Regions from separate parts of the Mus musculus genome. Here all the other regions are linked to region 1. Evidence: chromatin contacts called from public Hi-C and HiChIP or PLAC-seq data. All regions are on one chromosome and are shown on one strand. Each heading gives the region's core, a stretch centred on a gene start, on an enhancer-like site or on the middle of the called end of the contact. The rest is flanking DNA. Distances are from core to core; before and after follow the strand shown. Region 1 holds the start of Bcl11b (B cell leukemia/lymphoma 11B). Region 2 holds the start of 1700121N20Rik (RIKEN cDNA 1700121N20 gene). Region 3 overlaps 4933406K04Rik (RIKEN cDNA 4933406K04 gene). Region 4 has its middle 38 kb from the start of Gm52000. Region 5 has its middle 39 kb from the start of 1700013N06Rik.

The links. A called contact is a pair of places that touch in the nucleus more often than the background predicts. HiChIP or PLAC-seq counts read pairs in DNA pulled down with a chosen protein or histone mark.
Region 2: a contact with region 1 is called in an H3K4me3 HiChIP or PLAC-seq map of stem cell-derived neural progenitor cells, with 12 times the contacts expected there. The contact joins the promoter of 1700121N20Rik here to the promoter of Bcl11b in region 1. A contact is called at or near these places in 4 of 39 promoter capture datasets (the 3T3-L1 cell line, embryonic stem cells, hippocampal neurons and 1 more), 2 of 484 Hi-C or Micro-C datasets (both in embryonic stem cells), 4 of 115 datasets of contacts at active chromatin or transcription factors (T-cell acute lymphoblastic leukemia, embryonic midbrain, embryonic stem cells and 1 more) and 1 of 9 other capture datasets (embryonic stem cells).
Region 3: a contact with region 1 is called in a Hi-C map of ventral hippocampal neurons, with 2.2 times the contacts expected there. The contact joins the enhancer-like site here to the promoter of Bcl11b in region 1. A contact is called at or near these places in 7 of 39 promoter capture datasets (the 3T3-L1 cell line, embryonic stem cells, hippocampal neurons and 2 more), 3 of 484 Hi-C or Micro-C datasets (embryonic stem cells, palatal mesenchyme and ventral hippocampal neurons) and 8 of 115 datasets of contacts at active chromatin or transcription factors (T-cell acute lymphoblastic leukemia, double positive thymocytes, embryonic forebrain and 5 more).
Region 4: a contact with region 1 is called in an H3K27ac HiChIP or PLAC-seq map of T-cell acute lymphoblastic leukemia, with 17 times the contacts expected there. The contact joins the enhancer-like site here to the promoter of Bcl11b in region 1. A contact is called at or near these places in 2 of 39 promoter capture datasets (both in embryonic stem cells), 5 of 115 datasets of contacts at active chromatin or transcription factors (T-cell acute lymphoblastic leukemia, embryonic midbrain, forebrain and 2 more) and 1 of 9 other capture datasets (embryonic stem cells).
Region 5: a Hi-C map of epidermal suprabasal cells shows a contact between it and region 1, with 4 times the contacts expected there. The contact joins the enhancer-like site here to the promoter of Bcl11b in region 1. A contact is called at or near these places in 9 of 39 promoter capture datasets (the 3T3-L1 cell line, embryonic stem cells, frontonasal cranial neural crest and 4 more), 3 of 484 Hi-C or Micro-C datasets (cerebellum, epidermal suprabasal cells and olfactory sensory neurons) and 6 of 115 datasets of contacts at active chromatin or transcription factors (the SCID.adh cell line, T-cell acute lymphoblastic leukemia, embryonic forebrain and 3 more).

The regions. Positions count from the first base shown.
Region 1 is chr12:108,002,158-108,004,670 of GRCm38.p6, reverse strand. Bcl11b (B cell leukemia/lymphoma 11B) reads left to right here and starts at 1,257. Exons shown (of 4, transcript NM_001079883.1): 1 at 1,257-1,585. The coding sequence starts at 1,528.
Region 2 is chr12:106,446,408-106,448,920 of GRCm38.p6, reverse strand. 1700121N20Rik (RIKEN cDNA 1700121N20 gene) reads left to right here and starts at 1,255. Exons shown (of 4, transcript NR_036593.1): 1 at 1,255-1,596; 2 at 2,358-2,438.
Region 3 is chr12:106,684,930-106,687,442 of GRCm38.p6, reverse strand. It overlaps 4933406K04Rik (RIKEN cDNA 4933406K04 gene), which reads left to right. Exons shown (of 8, transcript NR_015512.2): 8 at 1,424-1,836. Among named protein-coding and RNA genes, the nearest start is that of 4933406K04Rik, 30 kb to the left of the region's middle. Within about 2 kb of position 1,257, at least 8 of the 459 cell types and tissues checked have an H3K27ac peak or open chromatin away from gene starts, as enhancers often do. A contact at or near this core is called in forebrain and ventral hippocampal neurons, where this site is marked.
Region 4 is chr12:106,773,739-106,776,251 of GRCm38.p6, reverse strand. No RefSeq gene overlaps it. Among named protein-coding and RNA genes, the nearest start is that of Gm52000, 38 kb to the left of the region's middle. Within about 2 kb of position 1,256, at least 4 of the 459 cell types and tissues checked have an H3K27ac peak or open chromatin away from gene starts, as enhancers often do. A contact at or near this core is called in T-cell acute lymphoblastic leukemia, where this site is marked.
Region 5 is chr12:106,903,557-106,906,069 of GRCm38.p6, reverse strand. No RefSeq gene overlaps it. Among named protein-coding and RNA genes, the nearest start is that of 1700013N06Rik, 39 kb to the right of the region's middle. Within about 2 kb of position 1,254, at least 11 of the 459 cell types and tissues checked have an H3K27ac peak or open chromatin away from gene starts, as enhancers often do. A contact at or near this core is called in epidermal suprabasal cells, where this site is marked.

The DNA.
Region 1 (2,513 bases), core at 8-2,507:
GACCAACCCCCAACGGTTTATATGGAGACACTTTTTTGGAAGTTTCTACAAAATGCTCCCCTCTCCAAATAAGTAAAACCAACTGTAACTACTTTTCTAGAGAGTGAAGGAAAACAATTTTATCTGTCGCCTCAGTCTCCCCCAGCCCGTGGTTTCCAGCCCTCTTTCTCGAGTGGGTGGGTTTGGACTTGCTTGGACTCAGTGTACCTCAGTTACTCACACAGCACTCCGCCCCCTTTCTCAGGGAGTCCGGCTCCCGGGGGAGGAAGAGTGAGTGGGGACAAGATTTTATTTTATTTATCCCCCCCCACCCTCTTTTGCGCTACCGGTGCTCGGTGATAAGACCAGCTTACAAAAACAGTAGTTTGCACGTGTGGCCGGCCGGCCTGGGTTGCGGGTGTGCGCACTGGCGAGTGTGTGTGAGTGCGCGCGCGCGTGTCTCGGTGTGTGCTTTCTTGTTCTCTTACAGGGTACAATGTTAAAAAGCCACCGCTAGTCGCCCCCAGTGCTCCGACTCTCTGGGTCTTTTTGTCTCTAGAGCAGATTAAACGTCACGTCCGCACTTGAACTTGAATTTTATCCCATTGTACAGAGGCAGCCCCAGCCACAGAGAGACCGAGAGCTCCCGGAGAACCCGGACTCCGCCATCTTCACGTTGCAATCTATAGCTCCCGTCCACGCCCGCACCGACCCGGGCGCACTGGGCGAGCCGCCCCGCAGCCCCGCTCCCCCTGGGCCCGCGGCGCCGGGCAGCGCTGGGGAGCGCACGCGGGGACCCGCAGCCCCTCCGGCCGGCGCCAGCCTGCCAGGTGACCCGGGAAGGAGCCGCTCCCGGAGTCCCCCAGAGCCTCGGAGGGGTCAGCCTCCGAGAAAGAAAAAAAGCAGGCAGCGCGCAGAAAACCCAGAAAGAGCCGAACCAAGGCAGCTTTTCATTGCTTTTGGGTTTTTGAGGGGGCGGGGTGAGGGGGTACGAGACAAGTCCCCAAGTTTTCTTTGCCTTTTTTTTTTTTTTGGCTTTTTTGAAATTTGTTTGCATTTTTTCCTCCCCCCTCCCCTTGGGTGGAAGTGCGCGTTCCACCTACCAGACCCCGAAAGAAAAGTGTCAGAGGCCGGTGCAAAACCCGGCGTAACTTCAAGAAGACATTTACAAGTCTAAGAGGCCAAGCACTTTGAAGAAGTGTGAGAGATATTTTTCCTCCAAAAGAATATATTTTTAAAGAAACCGGCCAGCCAGCGGCGAGCAACAGCAGTTTTATAATTTATTTTAGCCTTTTCTCTATTTTAGAGCAAGCCATCTTCCTGGCTTTTTCTTCTTTCTTTTTGCAAAAACAAAAACAAAAACACAGCCCAGAAGAAAGAGCAAAATAAAGACGAAGAAGAAGAAGAGGAGGAGGAAGAGGAAGAGAGGAAGGGCAGAGGCACCAACCCGGGCGGAGGAGGAGGCGCGGCGGCGGCGGCGGCTCAGACCCCCTCCCCGGCCCGCATCTGTGCAGCTTTCCGGGCGATGCCAGAATAGATGCCGGGGCAATGTCCCGCCGCAAACAGGGCAACCCGCAGCACTTGTCCCAGAGGGAACTCATCACGCGTAAGTGTCTGCCGCACGCGCGAAGGGCCGGCGGCTGGGGCTCCGGGCGCCCGGGGCTGGGGACACCAACCCGGGAGCAGCGGCCGAGCGTGGGGTTCTGGGAAAGTTTCTCTGCAGCCGGGGGCAGCCGCCGCGGGCTCCGGGCCGGGGAGGGGGCGCGCGGGCTTGCAGGCGGCTGTGCGCGCCGAGCCCGGCCGGACGCTCGGCCCTCCAAGCGGCGTGTGTGGCGGCGGCGGCGCTGGTGGCGGGGTTTGGAGAGGAGGGGGAGGGGGCCGAGGAGTGGAGGGGGAGGGGGAGCCGGGAAAAGTTGGCGAGCGCGTGGGTCCGCGCTCGGAGGAGCGGGCGGACGGAGCCCCGAGAGCGCCCTGGACCCAGGGACCCGCAGGGGAAAGGGATGGCCGCGGGCTTCGGGTTCCCGGTCGCTGCGCCCCGCCAGGCTGGGCGCCGACCGCGCCGCTGCTAGGATTCCGAAGCCGCCGTCCCCTCCCCTCCTCTCGCTATTTGCAAAAGAATCCAGCTGCGCAGCTGTTTGCTGTGCTGGAGCACCCCCTCCTCATTTCCCCACCTCCGTCTCCTGGGACGGTCTTGTCTTCTTTCCCCCCCCAACTCAAAAAAAAAAAAAAGGTGTGGGGGGGAGGTTTTGGGTTGGTGAAAAAAAAATCCCCGCCACGAGTTAACAAAAAAGTCATGAGTGGGGAAAAAAAAGGGATGCTCTTATAACAGTAAAAATGAAGAGAAAGAAAAAGGAAGGGGAGAAAATACCTATCATCCTCTTATCCATCTTTCTATCTCTGTATCTTTCATCTTCCCATCTAAATAAACAAGGCAGGTCGCGGTGCAAATCCGCCGGATTTCAAGCAAGTGGAGGGGCTTGCAAAGTCAGGCAGCAGGGCAGACTCTCAGCAGCTTCCACCGCCCCAGCTGGGTT
Region 2 (2,513 bases), core at 6-2,505, 1.6 Mb after region 1:
TCCAGAAGCTGTACTGATCTAATGCTCTGCCCACACACCTTTAACGTTTCCACACTGGTCTGGAAGTTGCTCTCCGGGCACTTTAGAGAGGACAGCTTTCCATGTAGTGGCCCTGTGTGTGTCATCCCTGCCCACAGAAGGCCTCAGATTCTGTGTTCCAGCTCTGAGGCAAGGCTGGTGATTTTCCACCCGGCCTTCTGACTCATACCTTTGCCTGCAATGTCCCTTCCTGCCTGGACTTCCTTTCCGACATCTTTCTTCAGGAGAAACTGCCTGCATTTTGCAAGACTAAGCTCAGCTTTCTTGTTGGATCTCGGTAGCTTTGGCTAAAGCCCCTTTGCTGATGATTTTTCAGGGTGTGGCCTCTCAGACATCCTTGGGAACAAGCACACCCACGTGACTCTCGCTCCCACGGCATCACTGTGGCCATCCACAGAACTCAATCATCAAACCAAGGCCCAGCCCACCACATGGTGCTTTGTTTCTGCTACTACCATAGAACACCCAAGGCTAGGTAATTTGGAAAGAGATTTACCTTGCTTAGAGGTTTAGAATCTAAAGCCATAAACCACATGTAGGAGCTTGTCTAGGCCCCTCTTATTATCCATTACAGCATGGCCAATGGCATAATGAGAGAAAACAAATAACAAGACAGAAAAATCGGGTCCCAGTGAGGGCTTACCACTAGCCCTATCTCTAAAGGTCCAATAAATTTCTATATGGAGAACCAGGTTTCTAAAACCTGAAACACTGAGGGTGGGGAAGGGGCTGGGAGTGGGGAGCACAGTCAAACTCAATCAAAACTGCAGGAGACTCCAGTTTCACTGTCAGGGCCACCATGCCAATCACGCCCATCCTAAAATCTATGCAGTCATCCTTTAGCTTTGCGGTGATTTGAGTGAGAACTGTCCCCCATCATCTTGGGGGCATTTAAAAACTTGGTTGTTGGTTGGTGGCATGGTTTGGAGGAGTTTAGGTGGTGTGTCTTTGTCAGAAGAAGTCTGTCAGAGAAGGCGAGTGGGCTGAGAGATTCAAAGCCTTACACACTTCCAGTTCACACCCTCTGCTTCGCGCTCATGGTTAGGATGTGGGCTCTCAGCTTCCTGCTCCCGCAACCATGCCGGCCACCGAGCTTTGTCACCGTGCCTGCCACCTGTTGCCATTGTGTCATCATCATGATGGAATCTTCTCCCTCCGGTACCATAAGCCCAAATAAACCCTTCCTTCTAGAAGCTGCTTTTCAGTCAGCTGTGTTTTATCACAGCAACAGGAAGTAACTGACACAAACGCCCATAAAGATGAAAAAGGTCTTGTGTGGAGCAGCGCTGTATGCTCATCCCTTCATCAGAGTCAGCTGGATTTTGCAAGGGAGGAAAGGATCTACATCTTCAAACCCTCCAGCCTGAGCTAGGCTCCCAGGACCCCACCCTCCTTCGCTCACACTTGCACGCGCAGGACCAGAGCCTGTGGGCCCTGGTGTACATCTCCCGCCGATGCAGAATCTGCAAATAGACGCCTCCTTCCACAACATACCTCTCCACAAAGCCAACCCACTGAAACGGAGCTCATTATCTCCAGACATCGCTGCGGCCAAAGGTTAGGCTTTTCAGAGTTATATTAGTCTCTTTGTCTAAACAGCGCAGACTTAATTGTCTGGGATCAGAGTTGTACTGTTTTGAGTTAAAAAGCTGTGATTAATTTGAGCTAAAGATGGCTGGACAGGCACAGGCTGATTCAGCTGCAGATACAAACCTATTATCATCAGAATGGCAAAGGCCATGGGGGGTGGGGGTGGGCTGCCGCGGGGAAACAGGTTTCCGCTCAAGAAAAACACAGAGCTGGGGAGGGCTGTGGGAACGGACTGAGCAAGTGGGACACCAGAGACACCTTCCCCAGCCTGTCACCCCCTCTATACCCCCACCCCTTGCACCCATGGGGCTCCGTGCACCCACCTGACGGCTCAGATTCAAATACGAAATCTCCACAGTCAAAAGTGCTTGAATACTTAGTTCCCGGCGGGTGGTACTGGCTTGAGAGGTTGTGCGACCACTTGTGTTGTGGGGCTTAGCTACAGGACAACAACCCGAGGAGTGGGATTGCAGAATTGGAGGCAGAAAATGCATTTCTCAGCCAGAAAACAGTTTCCTCTCTACAGCTGCTCCCTGTGACTAGTCCTCTATCTGGCAAGATGGCCGGCTCTCTTCTTCTGAGCAGCATGGTCTAACCTCTGCAAGCCTGCCTCTAGCAGTACATTTGTTTTCTTGTTGGTGTGATCTCGTAAATGGCAGAAGCGGCTTATCATAGTAATCAATAATTTGAGCTCAGTTTCAGCGGGGCCACTTGACTCTGCGTTGCAGGGCAGGCTATGATGCAGAGCATCATGGGATGGCAGCCTTCAGTGGACAATGACTTCGTGGTGGTCAGCAAGCCAAGAAGAGGTAACGTCAGAATCCAGTGGGTTTCCTCGCCACACCATTAGTCCATCCGCACCCCCCAGCACACAGGATAGTGAC
Region 3 (2,513 bases), core at 8-2,507, 1.3 Mb after region 1:
AAACGGTGTGCATTGCTTTGGGGGGAAAAATACAAAAGATGTGTGTTTTCTAAACAGGCTACCAAGCAAAGTGTGTGTGTGTGTGTGTGTGTGTGTGTGTGTGTGTGTGTGTGTGTTTTAAACACACCTCAGCTCAGTCTGGGTGTGTAAGGAGCTGTAACTAGCTCCCCCCCCCCTTTATACCCTTTATAGAAGCATAAACAGACCCAGAAAATATAAGGCATGTCTCACCTGTTTTAGTGCCATTAAATAAACCTCATCTGCTGCCAACCTGTTTGGGGTGACATTTGTTAAATAAATACATTTTGTGGAAATCAGGATGCTCACACAGAAACAGGCCACCAACGTTCTCAGAGAGGCTTCCCAGGGCTCGGAGCCCTGCCCCCAGGGAAGGTTCGCGGCTTGAAGTTGCAGGAAGGGGTCTGATCTCCAACCCCTCAATGGCTTTTGTTGCTCGCCCTCTGGTCCTCTGTCTCCCATCCGTCACTCCCTTCCTTCATTTCTCCCTCTCTCCACAAAGTATGTTTATTCCTTTTCAATTTTTTTTCTTTTTCATGTTTCTATATAATTTCTGTTTTTAGAACTATATTAGCATGCATAGCTCGGGCACGCCTGCAACCTTTAAAATACTGTTTAATCCTCCTGACTACTTCAAAATAGGCATTGTGGGAATTCGCTTCCTGGGAAGCTATGGCTACCATTTCTAATTAAAAAGCTAATAAATTAATTAAGAAATAATGTCAACCAAGACTGTTCTCTGAAGTATCTCTGTGGACTTTGAAAGACACCAAGACGATTGCTGTTTCCGGTGACTTTTTTCTTTTCATCTTCTCTCTCTTTCTTTCTTTCTTTCTTTCTTTCTTTCTTTCTTTCTTTCTTTCTTTCTGTGTGTAGAACTCAGTGATTTCTCAGAAAACGTAACTGAAGAAAATGAAGCAGCTTTGACTGTTGAATACAGGGGAGGAGGACCTTCAGGTGTTTTCTAGCAGGACAGAGCTCTTCAGAGTCTCTCCCAAGTAAACAGAGAAGCCACCCCAACTAAAGAAGTATGCAGTTCTAGAACATTCTGCAACAAAACTCTGGGCACCAGGATGCCTCTGTAGGCAGGCTTCCTCTGAGAGATTTCCATGCCAATTCCTTTCAATTATCTGTCAATTTTCAAAATGCAAATAGAAACATTCAGACATCACTTTAGTACTTACCAACTGATTTCTCCCAAGCACCCAGACCATACGCAAATGCGATTCAATATGCTCCCTCCGCTTTTTTTAAGTAGAATTAATATTACTGAGCAGATTTTGGTCAGCTTCCAGGAACCCAGTGTGTGGAGAGGCAGGATTTTAATTTAGAAGCACAAGTTGGTTCAGAAAAAAAAAAAAATGTGAACTTAGCCCAACTCTCTTTGTTGCATCTTTCTTGCTAGACTCACTTCTCTGGAAACGGCCTCAACTTTTCGATTATTATTAGGAATGTTTTGAATTTTTATGTTAATGGCAGAGAGAAAGTAGAACAAAGAAGAAACGGGCCTGTCATCTAAGCTGAGACGATAATCAATAATGAAAACGCAGGAATGGCGCGGCCTCGTCGTCTATGCACATATATTTTATGGGGTTAGGTTCACACTCTCCTGAGACTGTTGAAGTCTGTGTTTGGACCCCAACTCTCAAGATCCAGTTCCCCCCATTTCATTAATATTTCTTTGTAATCGTAGCCTAATACTGATCTCTGATATTTTGCCTAATTGTTCACCTCTTTCGGGCATTTTATAACCTCCTTTTTGTCCCCCCTCTTCCTGACTGTAGGTCGTGCTTAAATAAACCAATTCGTACAAGTAGCTATCTATGTTGGATTACTTGAGTAGAATGGATTCCTGGAAATAGAATTACTAGGTCAAAGGGTACCGATGTATTTAATGTTCCCAACACACACTGGCAAATTGCCCTCCATAGAAAATTTTATCATTTTGCCCTCCTGTAAGAAGCCTGAGGGGCCTTCATGCAGAGTACTTTCTCTGTACCAGAGGGTCTTGTTTTTAAATCTCTACAAATTTGAAAATGTGAAGGGGGAAGAAAGGAAACTTTTTCCAGGAACCATTTGTTAATAACATGCATGGAACAATCGATTCATTTTTTAAAAAATTATTTTAAATCATAAAGAATTTTTTTTAACTTCTAAATGCTGTAGAGCTAGTAGATTGTTTAGTTTGAAAATGTGCTACGCTTTTACATACACTAAGGAAGATTTTGGTCTGGATACATTTCACTAAAAGAGACAGGCGTAAGTCATGGTGTGTGGCCAAAGGCAGCTTATGCTGGATTCTAAATCTAACTGGTGAGGGCTCCTCATGACCTCATACTTCTTGGCTCCTTACTCCAGGTAAGGGGAGGGCAGGTGGTACCCTGGTATTTGGCAAGGGACTCCAAGAGCAGGAGTGTTGAAGAGGTATTTGAAGACCTGGATTAAAATGGTCTCTTTGAAATTTCACCAGAAGAGAACTCTCAACTGAACAGGAA
Region 4 (2,513 bases), core at 7-2,506, 1.2 Mb after region 1:
GTGAGAGATTTGGGAGGGGAAAGAATATGATCAAAACATGTTGCATGGAAATTTTAAATAGACAAGAAAACTGATGGCAAAATCATGGTGCAGTGAAGCATTCTGGGCAATAAAGGTGACAGTGGATGGACGGACATATGGACAGGCGGACACACGGAGAACAGCCATGTTCAACGTGGAGTGTGCATTTACCTGATTCATACCAAACTCCAGAACAGACCAGAGCTAAGGAGGGAAGGAGATCTGCGTAGTCTGGGCTCCCGTCGGAGGCAGGGAAGGCGATTCTGCAGAAAGATGGGCTATGGGCTTACGGAAGGGACCTTGGGCAATGATGGGCTTCAGAGATGGGTTTTAGCTTGGGTTTTGGCTTTTTAATTTACAGTGAAGACTTGTCCATTGCAAACTCTGCAAAATGAATGTAAAAAATATAAATAAACCTCAAATGAATATGTAGATGTAGATGTATATGATGTATATGTGTATGTGTGTGTGTGTGTGTGTGTGTGTGTGTGTGTCTGTGTCTGTGTCTGTGTCTGTGTCTGTGTCTGTGTCTGTGTCTGTGTCTATGTATATGTATATATATGCAGCTAAAATCACAAGACACCACTTTGCACCCAGGAGATACATGTATCTCAAAGTCTAGTTCCTAAGCTCGGCATGTCCCAGTGGAAAATGGAGTGATTCTGAAAGCTAGTCACTACCTGTATGTTCCAGACTGCCTGCAGGGAGGACAGTGGGCCGAGGATTCCTCACACTGGGATGGGAGTTTTGAGTAAAGAAGAAGGAAAGTAGAATCTGGCCTGAAGTAAGTGATTTCAATGAGTAGTTCAGTGACTTTAAAGAAAAAAAAGGATTGATTATCTAGGTATGGTAGCTCATGTTTTTACTCCTGGCTCTTGGGTAGCAGAAACAGGGGATCTCAGTGAGTTCGAGGCCAGCCTGGTCTCCACAGCAAGTTCCTGTCCAGCCTGCAGAGATCCTGTCTCAGAAGAGAAACAGCTGAGCCTGACTGGCAGCTCTACATGATCAAACCATTTATGACAAAATTCTGTGGCCCTCTCCGCACCCTAATGCTAGATCTCCTCGACTCCCCCTCCCCCATGGTGACTGAAGAGAGTGACTGCTCTGCCCGCACCAGCTCTCCTGCCCACTCTTGCACACCCTAGAAGGAGCCTTGTCTTCAAAGGCAATCCTTCACCTGATCACACAAGATCCGGAGACACTCCAATACAGAGCCGCATGGGAACACACCTAGTGACTTCCTGAGTGCCTCCCTCACCACTTCTTAGGCCAGCAGGGTGGCCTAGCTCTTGGGAGAGTCAAGGTGAATGTGTGTCTGTTGGTTTCTGTTGCAATAAATCTTCAACCCCAATGAGCCCGTGCAATGAACACACAACTCAGTTATAAACTACATGCCTAGATTGGGCAGATTTACCACTACACTACTCTACTCCCCAGCTATGAGATTCCATGCTACTTGCAGCTTCTCTAGGCCACATGACTCTGCTTCATCTTCCTCTGTCTCTTCCTCTGTCTCTCCTCCTTCCTCTCTCTCCCTCTCTAAACCCTCCAGCCCTACCTTTCCCTTCCACTGCCCAATCACAGGCTCTAGCCTTTATTCGACCAGTTAGAATGGGAAGAAAGTTCACAGGAAATCACCAGAGTACATGATCCCACTTCCGCAAGAGGGCAGTCCCTCTTGGGGAAGGAGAATTAGCATCAGAAGACAAACACCACCAGGGCAAGTCCCAACAGGTGTCAGCAATGGAAACCCCACCTCCAGTCTGTGGTTTCCTTCCTAAGATCCTGAGCACAGGGGCCTCCAGCATTCTTTTTTTCAATAAAATTGCTGCCCTAGTTAGGAGGGATCCAATTCTTATTATTTAAAGTGCTGTTGGCAGCTGACACATTGAGAAAATTATCAAAGTATCATTTAACTGGTGTTTTGATAGCGGGGAGAAGAAAAACCTTCACCCTTGCTCTTTGTAGGAATAACGTACAAAGAACTTGTTTTTTATTTAAAATAAAACATTAGGGACTGGGTTCTGCATCCATACCTTCACTCCATGCAATGGGTAGAAGGGTCCTAATTATCATCTTCATTAGGGGAGAATTACAAGACCACAGGAATTTCTAACAGGTCTAATAAGGTTTCCGCACACGAGAGGGGATGCTGACACATCTTGCTCCATGAGCAGGCAGAAGCATTGGAACCTCCATTATATGCTTGATCATGGATATTTCTCCTACAGCATCACCCTGGGCTCTACCACTCACATCCTTGCCACCTGGTCCCTCAGAATCAACCCACTCTTCTAACTTTTGCCCGTCCTCCAATCTCTAGGGCTCCAACTTTGAAATAATAACATTTCTTGGTTGCTTCCTCTCCATTCAAGTGGGAAACACATGGGTTAATGAACCAGAACAAACAAAGGCCCTTCTGTCCCTTCTACTTACCCACCTACTTATAGGGCCTCAGCCATTAAAGTCATGCTTGCTCGTGGTTTAATATA
Region 5 (2,513 bases), core at 5-2,504, 1.1 Mb after region 1:
CTGAGAAAATTCTGTGGCTGTATTTGAATTCTGTGGACTTGCTGGTACGATTAGCTTGTGTTTCAGACTACATCAGACACTTCGAATATATTTTTCCGTTGAGTACACATATAATTCAAGAATGGCAAAATAAACCTGATGGATCAGGGAACTAAGGTGAGTTTAAGTGATTTTTGCAGGAGAGTCGGAGTTATGTGGAAGATGACCCTTTAAAGCCATCCCCCTTCTCTCTGTACCTGCCTGACTGCCACGGGGTCTGTGACTCTAAAGCCCTCTTGGAAGCAACCTGATTCTACATTCTGCCCCCAGTATGTTAATCTAGTCCTTCCTTTCTAGTGTGGAAAAGGATCACTGTGACTCAAAAGCACAAAATGACACTAAGAACAGTGTCCCCAGTCCTCTAGTCTTCATTGTCCTCAAGTAGAGAGGCCACTCTCTGCAGCTTGCAGAACTTGAGGTTCCTGGCACCTGCCAGGACATGAGGACAGTGGTTAACTCGATTTTTAAAAAATAATTAATTCAGCCTAAAACAAAGGTTGTTTGTCAGATGCACCTTGGTCAAGCTGCTGTCTGGATAAGGCACAAGAGCACTCAGTGCTTGTCCCCACTGCTTCCCCAGTGATGTCCGTCACACTCTAGAACCAGGACAGGCACTCCCAGGCGCTGTGGGGTCTCTCATAAGGCCTGAGAGCCCATGCTTGTATTGGTGGTTACAAAATGTTTCCTTCCCCAAGCCTCCACTCTGATCTTCTCTTTTCTTTGTGGTCCTCTTAGGGAACCAGAGGAGACTTTCATTTGGAACAGCTCCTGTGTGTAGCTGCTGGCCTCCAACACCAGGAGCTGTACCTACCCAGTCTTTCAGGTTTGCTGGGTTTTGCTGTCTGGTAGGGAGTCTGGATCAGTGCATGGAGGGGGCTGTGAACTGTGGAGCTGTGAGCTTAAGAGATCTTACACTAAGAACCCAGCTGAGCAGAAGAAAGGACATACGAATCTCAAGCTGACCTCAGAGTCCAGTGCTCTAATGAAAACAAATCCTGGAGGAAGCAGTGGCCATCAATGGTCCTGGAATTCTCACAGCACTGGTTTTTAGGTTTGCTGGAATATGGGCTTGGACAGTTTGAACTACAGCGACCTCATCTGTAGATGGCCAACAGCCATTGCATCCGCCTCTCCCTTGGTGGGGGATTAAGTAAGATGGTAGGTGAAGTGCTTAGATATGGTGTGACTCACTGCAGGAACCCACTGCACATTAATCGCATCGTTATCCTTGGCAGGAGAGCCAGGTCCCTATGAGCAAAGGCAGAGACCCGAATGCCCCCGTCTCCTACGAGTCTCTGCAAAAGCAATGTGAGACTGTTCCAAAGTACTCAGGCCAAGCTTACTGGGGCTTTGCAAAGTCTACATGTAGCTACAAATACATATATATCTACATAGAGCACCACATCGCTAGCCGGTTATCTCAGAGAACAGTTGAACCACTTGAGTTCAGAGGGTACACAGGACAAGTGGGGAGGGGCTTGGCTGTAACTCCTAGACCCCAAGTCTAGTGGGTCCTCTCCTCTGCCTTTTCAGAGGATAAAAGACCTGAGGAATACAAGGTCAGTTGTTCATGGGAGGACAGAGTCTCTTGGCAAACGCTCTTGTTTATCCCTCAGCAGAGTGGGTGTGGCTCATTATGGGCCTTGCCCTATCTCGAGGCACTTGGCGGCTCTGTCCTCACTGAGCCCTGAGATGAATCACCACCCACTGAAAACCCACACAGACAGGTGAGCAGGGCTGCTGACTGCGAAGGAGAGCAAGTTCATGTGGCTCTCACTAATTGATGAGCAATCCCGGTGACACTGTCTCACAGAGGAGCAGAGACCCACCACCACCATCACACCATGGCTTTTGTGCTCTGGGTTACCAGGAGCCAATCTCCTACCTTCTACTAGGCACAAAGAGCAAAGTCAGATAGGAAAGGCAGCATAGATGAGCAGACAGGACTCAGGAGAAGCACAGAGCCCTGGTTCTGAGATCTGGGTTCTGTCCCTGGCATTGGCAGTGGCAGGTTCTTACAATTCTGGGCAATGTACCACCCTTTACTCTGCAGAATATTCTAGCAGCCAGAGCAGGCCAGGAGGAACTGGCATGGCCTGTCTCAACAGCACTAGTTTATGCCAAGCTTGATGCTTGCCCTGGGGCTGAGGGCAGGGCACTTGTCTACCCGCCAGCCTCTTTCTACCCATTCCTGTGAGTCTGTGTGTGTGATGGAGGAATAGGAAGAAGTCGGTACTTACAGAACATAGCTGTGATGGGTTGCGTGCTTCAGAGAAATTCTTCGGTTCTTTTCAGCCCTGTAGGGATTGACCCAGCCCCATCCCACATAGAAAAGAAGACAATGACTTGGGCATATTTCTTGCTTCACAGAAAAACAGAAAGAGAGTAGGCAGATTTATTTATTCTATGTGCACGGATGTTTTGCCTGCACGCACGTCTGTGTGCCGTGTGCATGCTTGGTACCTGAGTAGATC